Linked DNA regions of Bombyx mori: region 1 is linked to region 2. A link is a contact called in public Hi-C data. All regions are on one chromosome and are shown on one strand. The core of a region is the stretch at or near the end of the contact, and the rest is flanking DNA. Distances in the headings are between cores, read along the strand shown. Region 1 holds the start of LOC101740596 (activating transcription factor 3). Region 2 overlaps LOC101740596 (activating transcription factor 3).

The links. Hi-C and Micro-C count contacts between places; a contact is called where the count stands out from the background.
Region 1: a contact with region 2 is called in a Hi-C map of posterior silk gland, with 1.5 times the contacts expected there. The contact joins the promoter of LOC101740596 here to the enhancer-like site in region 2. A contact is called at or near these places in 2 of 7 Hi-C or Micro-C datasets (posterior silk gland and whole pupa).

What each region holds. Positions count from the first base shown.
Region 1 is chr18:9,304,775-9,309,375 of ASM3026992v2, reverse strand. It overlaps LOC101740596 (activating transcription factor 3), which reads left to right and starts at 2,025. Exons shown (of 7, transcript XM_004928243.5): 1 at 2,025-2,849.
Region 2 is chr18:9,263,181-9,267,360 of ASM3026992v2, reverse strand. All of the region lies in intron 1 of LOC101740596 (activating transcription factor 3), which reads left to right. Among protein-coding and RNA genes, the nearest start is that of LOC134200573, 4.2 kb to the right of the region's middle. Within about 2 kb of position 2,355, at least 7 of the 8 cell types and tissues checked have open chromatin away from gene starts, as enhancers often do.

The DNA.
Region 1 (4,601 bases), core at 776-3,275, 42 kb before region 2:
CCACCCTGCCTATTTCTGCCGTGAAGCAGTAATGCGTTTCAGTTTGAAGGGTGGGGCAGCCGTTGTAACTATACTGAGACCTTAGAACTTATATCTCAAGGTGGGTGGCGCATTTACGTTGTAGATGTCTATGGGCTCCAGCAACTACTCCACACGAGGTGGGCTGTGAGCTCGTCCACTCACTAAAGCAATAAATTAAAAAAAAAACTATAGCCGACAAGTGACAATTGCAAATGCAGCTTAGACTCAATGATGCAAGTAATAATGTTAGTTTTCTAAGAGGTGTGATTAGTAGTAGAGCACGGATACATACCGCCATGTTTCTGTCGCGAAGTATTGAACTTCGATTTCATGTCTTAAGTGACTGCATTCGATTTGCTATGTTCAAGAGCAACGGTAAATATTTAATGTCAAGAGGACCATGAGCTCATTTAACTACACTGGATAAATAGAGAAGAGCAGAAAGAAAGACTGTTAATATTATTCGTCCGTACCTTAGTCCGTAACATAAGCCTACTGAGTTTCTCGCCAGATCATCTGGGTCGAAATTCCGATCCAGCATTCACGAAACAGGACCCTTAGGATGTTATATCGCCTCTGAGAGGAGAGCTCGGGCAGTTATTAGAAAACATTTCCCTTCTGGTGCTCAACCAGTTCATCCATTCGTCCCAGTAAAGCCAGGATCTTTATATAAAAAAAAAGTATTAATAAACATTTTTCACGTAATGCATTCTGTAAATCTGAAATAGATATACATATGTGCTTAATCTCGAACTCGTAATCATACCAGCACACATGATATCGCAAGGCCACAAGCAAAAATGTATGAATATTTAGATAGATGCTTGTAAAGACAGGCAACTTAACAAGTCACATCAAGGACATTAGAAGTCTACTTGGGGCTTTTTAATTTTACTAGTGGTCCCCCGGTAGTCGAAATTGGACTATAATTAATTAAAGTTATAGGTTTGTACACTATTATGATTCTATTTTCAAAGACTTCTATAATCATAGACTTCGCCAAAAATACACTTTAGACAAATATTTATAAAGACAAATAATATTTAATCTATTCTCAATTTGACCACAGACTATAAGTAATGAGAAAAGTTTGACAATAAACAATAGTATGCACACGTGTGTGTGTCAAATACATGGTCGTGTTTGTAATGTTTTATTTATTTATTTAATGTATTTTTTATGCATAATTTAAAAAACTATTATCATTCAGCACTCCTTCTCTATATTCTCTATAAGTGTGGGAAGTTTCATAATCCTCCGTCCACGCAATTTTCGTAAAAAGGGTTACAAATTTTTTGCTTCACGTATTAATATATAGATTAGCGTGTAGAGCTCATTGCGCACGTATTAAGCAATTTTTCATACTATTAGTCGCGCTATCGTGCAGAAATAAATCTAAAATTGTCACTTCAAGACATCGAAAGCGTACTTGTAAAAAACATTGCTCTATCAATCCCAAATGTAGAGTCCAAGATAATAATAATCTTTAATTAATTCACTTGCACACAGCAACTGTAATCTATTCAATCTATTCGTTACACTCTTACATAACTTTTATTCGAATGAATACATTGAATAATTACGTAGAAATATGTGCTTTAGTTTTCACACATAGAGTCGTTTTCACTTTGAAATGACCGTTCGTATATTCAATGAAACGTTATGGTCAACTCCTAAATTTTATTCATGGGCAAAGAGCTATTTCTACTTTTATGTGTGGCTTGATTAGATGCGCCATAAATATATATTTCTAGATGTATTTAGTTTTGATGACTTTTTGACATAAATGGGAAAAATTTAAGCTCTTGTCTACAACTAGTAACTCTAGAATATTCCATGAACTCTCTTATTGTAGAGTCAAACGTTAAATAATTTTGTGCAACATTAATAACAATTATCGTTATTATTCCTGCCGATGTTTTAATGATAATGTTTCTCATCAACAATGTTGTTGATTACAATTCGCGCCAAAGTCAATTTCTATGACATAGAATATTACTATTAGTTAAAGCTGTCAACTCAGTTAAGCGCCTAGTTATTGCAAACACTTGTAGCTGCAATTACACTAAGGATTACAACGATGTTGCCATCTGTTAAGATTCCATATCAGTTAAGTTTTATCAAAAACTTTCAGTTAATCGCAAATTGAAACGCCTCGCGGTAGCCAATCTATCAATGAGGCTCAACTGATCGCGGTTCGTTATAACGTGATATAGCTCGCACGCGATTGGCTGTCGGTGACGTGATAGCTATTTATACTCCTGGTCCGAGTGTGCGCAAAGAAGTTCCTGCGCATGTGTGCGTGTGGTACACGCGGTATCGACGTGTGCGTGTGTTGTCGAGGCGCGCACTCTGTTTACAGCGCGGCGGTGTGGCCGGCAAGCGCACGCATCCGACTCGTTTATATCGCGCGGTACCGATTTCCCTGACGGCTTCCGAGCTGCATCAGCATATCTGGTGTTTTCCTCACTACTCACCAATCGTCACAAGTGACAGACATACCGAAAACCGTCAGTCGGCTAACGTACATCGCGTACCATAGAGAAGTTTCAGCGCGGCTCATAAAAATTCGGTGTTTTCGACGGATGCGATGAATAAATTTTGCAAATCGAGTTTGTGTGTCGAAAAGGTCCGTGAGAGCAATGTTTTGATCGGCCGGCTGGAAGTGGAAGTGCCGGGTTGTGTGGACGCGATACGATTCGCGATTATCTTGATCTGTGTGAAATTAAGGTTTTTTCGGGAGGTGCTCGACCGAGTCTTCCACAAGGAGGCGGCCTGGAGTCCAGCCACGGCGTCTCCGGTCAGCCCCGCGCTTAGCACGTGCTAAGGTACGACTCGTTCTTTTGACCTTGGCTTACTAGCTTTTAACCCGTAAGGCTTGTATAATAATTGTTTGCTATCAAACGATTTAGCATGCTTCTTAAATTTATTGTTAACACAATTATCGGGTGCCATGAAAATTCAGTCGATTTTATTTTTCTACTCACATGATTGCTATACGATAACATAATATGTGTGTTTACATTCTGAAACACACATACGTGTTTCCTTTGAGATTTCGGAATTTTAATAGAAGATCGCCTTTTATTACATTACATAACTCTTCATAAAAAAAACATTGATGCAGCTACAGAACAATATTCAAGAACTGACTTTTAATTGCATTTTTATTATTATTATTATTTGGTTATGGACTTACAAGTAATCTTAGATAATGCCAGTGTTACTGATAACGGTCTGTCAGTTGACATTCCTCGCATTTTGAGATATAAAATGGTAGATCTAGACATTTTGTAAATTTATGCGCTTATGAGGATTTGAAACAATCTTAAAACCTGATTTGATTAAAACAAAACGATTCTATGCTTTGGACAGTAAAGATGTTTATTACTTTGTTTTTTTAGTGTAGTTAGGACTGTTTTAAATAAACCAGTCAAACTATTGCAGCTATTTTACTTTATTTTTTCTGTAACACTTGTGAGATTCTTAAAAATATGTACTGTTTAAGATGTATTTCGATTTGTGCAAAGATTATTGTAAATTAATTTCCTTTTGATTTAACTAAATTAAATTTATAATTCTAATGTTTTTTACATAAATATTTTGCGGATCAATTATACAAAATAAATAATAATAAATAGATTTGTGTGAGTGTGTTCACAAAGTAAACGAAAATTAAAAATTTAAGCATATTTCTGGTAGACGAAGATGGAAGAAATCTAAAAAGTTAGCAGGATTCATGCTTAGGCGTTAATGTGCTTAAATAACCAAAGAATGTGCCATTAAATGGCGTTGAGCGACGAACGGCGCCCGCCAAGTACCGTCGGCAAAATAAAGCAATTGAAGAACGCAGTTTATTTAAAATACAATTGTATGTCACTAACAATACAACAAATATGAAATGTTTTTAATCTATTGTTCCAATTGTATTGTACGGATAGGAAAAAAATCGAATATTAACATTTTAATTAGCAGATTTTATTTTATCTACAACAGTTTTTTTGTTAATTTTTCACGATTCAATAGTTATTTGTCTCTTGTTTTCTATGCTCTCCTTAATTAATGGATACATTATTATTTAGGTGTTAATAGGCAAAGTGCATGGCAATATCAAGGTGGGCTTAGACAGCGGCTGGGCTTCAGCCCTGGCACTGCCGATGTTTCTGAACGATGGTAACCACTTTGCATCCGGTGCCGAATCTAGATGGCAATAAAAAAGCGCTTTTGTTTAAGTTTAATTAAAAAATATATTTTTGAATACTTAAATTACTTGCGATGGCTAGTTAAAAATGAGTGTGACCAGATATTTTTCATTAGCTATTAATTGCAAATACGTTTTAGTGACAATCAGTTTCACAGAACTGTTTAGATGCGTATCGTTTGTTTCGGTATCCATAGAGAAGTATCCATTTAGGTCAAATGTTACATAGAGAGAGAGAAAGAGAGTTACATAATGTGAAATTTGCAAGGAAATTGTAAAAAAGTTAACTTTTCATTCATTTCAGATTTTATTTCAGTAATACAAGATTTCATTCTTTAATGAAACTACAGCAGTTATACATGAACTAAACATACTAAAT
Region 2 (4,180 bases), core at 1,106-3,605:
AATAAAAATAATAACAATTTTGTTTTTCCTTTGATGTGTTCCCCGTCGGACGGGATTCCTTTTGTTTGTTTTAAGTTTATTTTATACAAAAGTTTAGGTTTTTTATCTATCGATTGAGGCACTACGAAGTCTGTCGGGTCAGCTAGTTAGTAATAAAAAAAACAAGTCCAATATATTTTTCTTTAAATTATAATACATATTGGATTATGTTATAAATTCAACGAACACAAGAAGCAAAATACAAAACCACATAAAAAAACTAAGATATACCCATATTTTAAGTGGGAACTAATAATAATAACTGGGAACGAATCACGCACGGTCATCCGGATCCAATTTAGGATTCCCTATGTCATGTGAACTAGAGGTTATATACATACTTATGTACTTAACCACTTAACAACCAGGTGGGCTGTGGGCTCGTTCACCCATCTAAGCAATAAAAAAAAAGAAAAACTATAACAGTTTCCATCAGTGTGGTAGCCGACTATAATATCGTAGTGTATATACTATTTAAGAAGATCTTACGCATTTTATATTATGTAAAACGATGAGTCAATTTATCTAGAAAATGATGGCTGTATATCAGAGTACATAAATATAAAATAAGCTATTTATATCCGTGTGGTATATATATTTTGTAATTGTATATTAAATCCCACATACTAATGGTTTATGCAATGATAGCTTCTGACAGCTATTCCACTTGTGTTCAAATGGATATCTACGATCTTATGATGGTACAGATCAAGTTTTAATTAAGCTTAAATGGTAAAAATAAAATTGTTACTTTATGTATGTAAAAATATTATATTTATATCTAATATTTATGTATAACTAGCTGACCCGGCAGACTTCGTAGTGCCTCAATCGATGAATAAAAGACCTAAGCTTTTGTATAAAATAAACTTACAATAAACAAAAGGAATCCGTCCGACGGGGGACACATCAAAGGAAAAACAAAATTATTATTTTTATTAAATTCCGAGCATTTTCATATTTTTTTACCTTTTACCTTTTAAACCTTCTCTGGACTTCCACGAATAATTCAATTCAAAATTAGCCAAATCGGTCCAGCCGTTCTCGAGTTTTAGCGAGACTAACGAACAGCAATTCATTTTTATATATATAGATAGATAGATAGATAGATAGATAGATAGATAGATAACAATTTGTCCTAACATTTTTCACTCACACAGAAGTGACACAATTTGAAATAGCTTTCACTCTTAAGACATAAGTTACATTACTAATGACTGTTTAGAAATTCGATTATTTTTGGTTGTCGAGATGTAAAAACGAGCTCAAGACCCACCTAGTGGCTATTGTAGTCCATAGACTTAACTTACGTGTCACCATTCAATCTTGTGTGTGTGATATAGCTTTTCAAACCAGTGTGCTGAGTGCGATTTTCGTAACGTTCTCGATAGCGTAAACGTTAACTCAAATTTGTATGGAGTTGGAACAGCGCCCCTAGCGTCAAACGTAGGCAAACGTTCCAACTCCATACAAATTTGAGTTAACTTTTACGCTATCGATAAAGTTAAAAAGCCCACACTAAGCACAGAGAACACAGGAGTACTTCTCGGCAAAAATAAACTGAATCGTGATGGTGCGGGATTACGAAACGTAATAATACTAATGAAATTAAATACTATAATATAATATGAATAAAAATTAATTTAAAAGACTCTTCTGGCATGTACAGTTTAACTTTAGTTGATTGCGCTGAAACCCTTTTAAAAATGTATCGACGGTTTATCAGGCCCATTATGAGTTGATACATCGTAAGCGAACAGCGATCTGTTTTATTTCAAAACAAAATCTCTTTGTACCTCCCGACAAAATATAAATTAATTTTAAATTATCGCGCCCAGCAACAGTATCGGTGGTTCCCTTCTTCTCCCTTTGGTACGTTATTTTAGAAACACATATTATTTAAAGAGACAGACTTTTTGCAAAAACGAATTCGTCTTTGACTATTGGATAAGAATCTGGCAAATTTGTATCAAGCTATGCGACTATTCCCAGGTTTCAAGTGCAGCAAAAATTTACAAATGTCAGTACAATATTTTCTAAGGGATTAAGCACTTAACACATGTTCACGAACGATTCACAATGAAAGAATAATATCGTGTAATAAAAATCAAAAAAATAGCCATATAAGCCTATATGGATCACTTATTTCTGCCGAAATTGGGATAACAGTCATACAACCTGTCTCAAGATATCAAATTAACATCAGGTGAGCCGTCGAATGGTGTACACGCTTAAGCATTAAAAAAAACAACATCGAAATAATTTGTAAAGTGATGTGGTAATGAGAAACATGTGGATATCTCTTTTGCACACCCGCACTTTAATGGGTGTGACGTCATGAACCATTATGTGTAGTCTTGTTTCTGTACTTCACAATGACCTCCACAAACAGAACTAAAACGTTTCTAATATATTTATTTCTGAACAGAATTAAAATACTTTTGCTGTTTTTGCTGTTAGATTGAATGGCGTAAATGGTTTTTTTTTTCTATTTTAAAATTAAACAAAAATTAGAGAAGATTCCCATTTACCTAAATGATGTAGCAAAAATGTTTCGGAGTTAAAGAGACGTTGATTCTTTATTATCAGAGTACAACTATGTTTTCACATCAGTCTAAACACAAACTACACTTCAGCTGTGAGCACACTAAACTGTTTTCTGATCATTTATGTTGCATAGCGCGCAACACAAATAGCTATGTTAGTTCATTTTCATAATTATTATCATATCTTAAAATGCAAAAAGACAACGTCATAAAATTTATTAATAGGTTTTCAGAACCGCGTAGTAGGTATTATGCAAAAATAATAAATCCTATTTATGGGTCGAGTCGTATCTTGTTATAGCTTTAAAACTCACGTAATAAAAGTTATGTATTTTTCAAGTACTACCTTAAAGCATCGTTATATGCATATTGAATAGGTATTGTTTTCAGTTTCTCGTGAAGCAAGCACATAGTTATTATGCGGTCGTTTATTTTTCTTTTTTCACACGTTGATGCTCCACCATAATGGCTAATACGAAGTATCTGGGAAAGGTCAAAGGCAAATTAGTAATTTGTTTTTCGCGATTTTTTGGCTGGAGAAACGAGCTTGCTGCCCACCAAGGTCGCATTAATAGAATTCACATTGGAATAACGGCTATCCCACCCTCCGAGTAAATTGCTCCGTGATACAAATAAGTAGGACATTATAATATAGTATACATACTATCTAGTATATATACTCGTTCAGACTCAGACAATGCTCTACCAGTGCTTTTGATGAATAAAAAAGGAAAGAGTTGAGGAAATTAAGTTGGAAAAATTGGAGTCAATACTAAATTCATGATGTAATAAAAGTAGCATCTCTAAACAAGGCCGAGATTTAATTGTTTTTTTTTGTTACTAGACAGAATGTTTACTTTCATGTAAGATTGTAGTCAAAAGACCTACAAAAAAAGAAACATACTTTTCATATTGACATTTTTTTTCTCATGTTCAGTAAATTTTAATACTATCTGTATATACAAAGCAATTAGAAACGTTATCTTACAGCTCATAATAAAAAAAGTAAATAGAATAATAATATTATGTACCTATCAGAAATATCGTAGCACGATTTTTGTAGTATGTGGGCGTCAAATTGTCCATATGTTTGAATTGCAAATTTGCTGTCTCTCTACACGGCAGACGAAAATTGAGTGTACGAACAATGCCTTGCCAAACTTCCTTTGTTCCTTGTACGTACGTGCGCACGTATAAGCAAATAATATAATGTGGCGCCGATATAAAAAGGGCAAAGCTTAGTTACAGATGTGACATTTCATGCTAAAGTTAACCTCCATAAGTGAGACTGCTACTTATCTACACCTCTATAAGCGACAGTCGAGCTTTATTCATTTATATTATTTAGGAGGAACAAATGACAAAAAAAATTACAAATTTAGCATCTGCTATTTTATGACTCATTCTTAACTTTCGTGGAACTTCTTATCATTGTTTTTGTATTTTCTCGTCAATATTGAACCTATTCTATTTCGTGAAATTAAATAACGTTATTATTTTATCGCATTATTTTCGAATGGACACGTGCGCCTGTGTACCGTCCTGTTTGTCAGACTTACTCAGTTTATCGTTAATCAATTGCGAAGGAAAGTTCG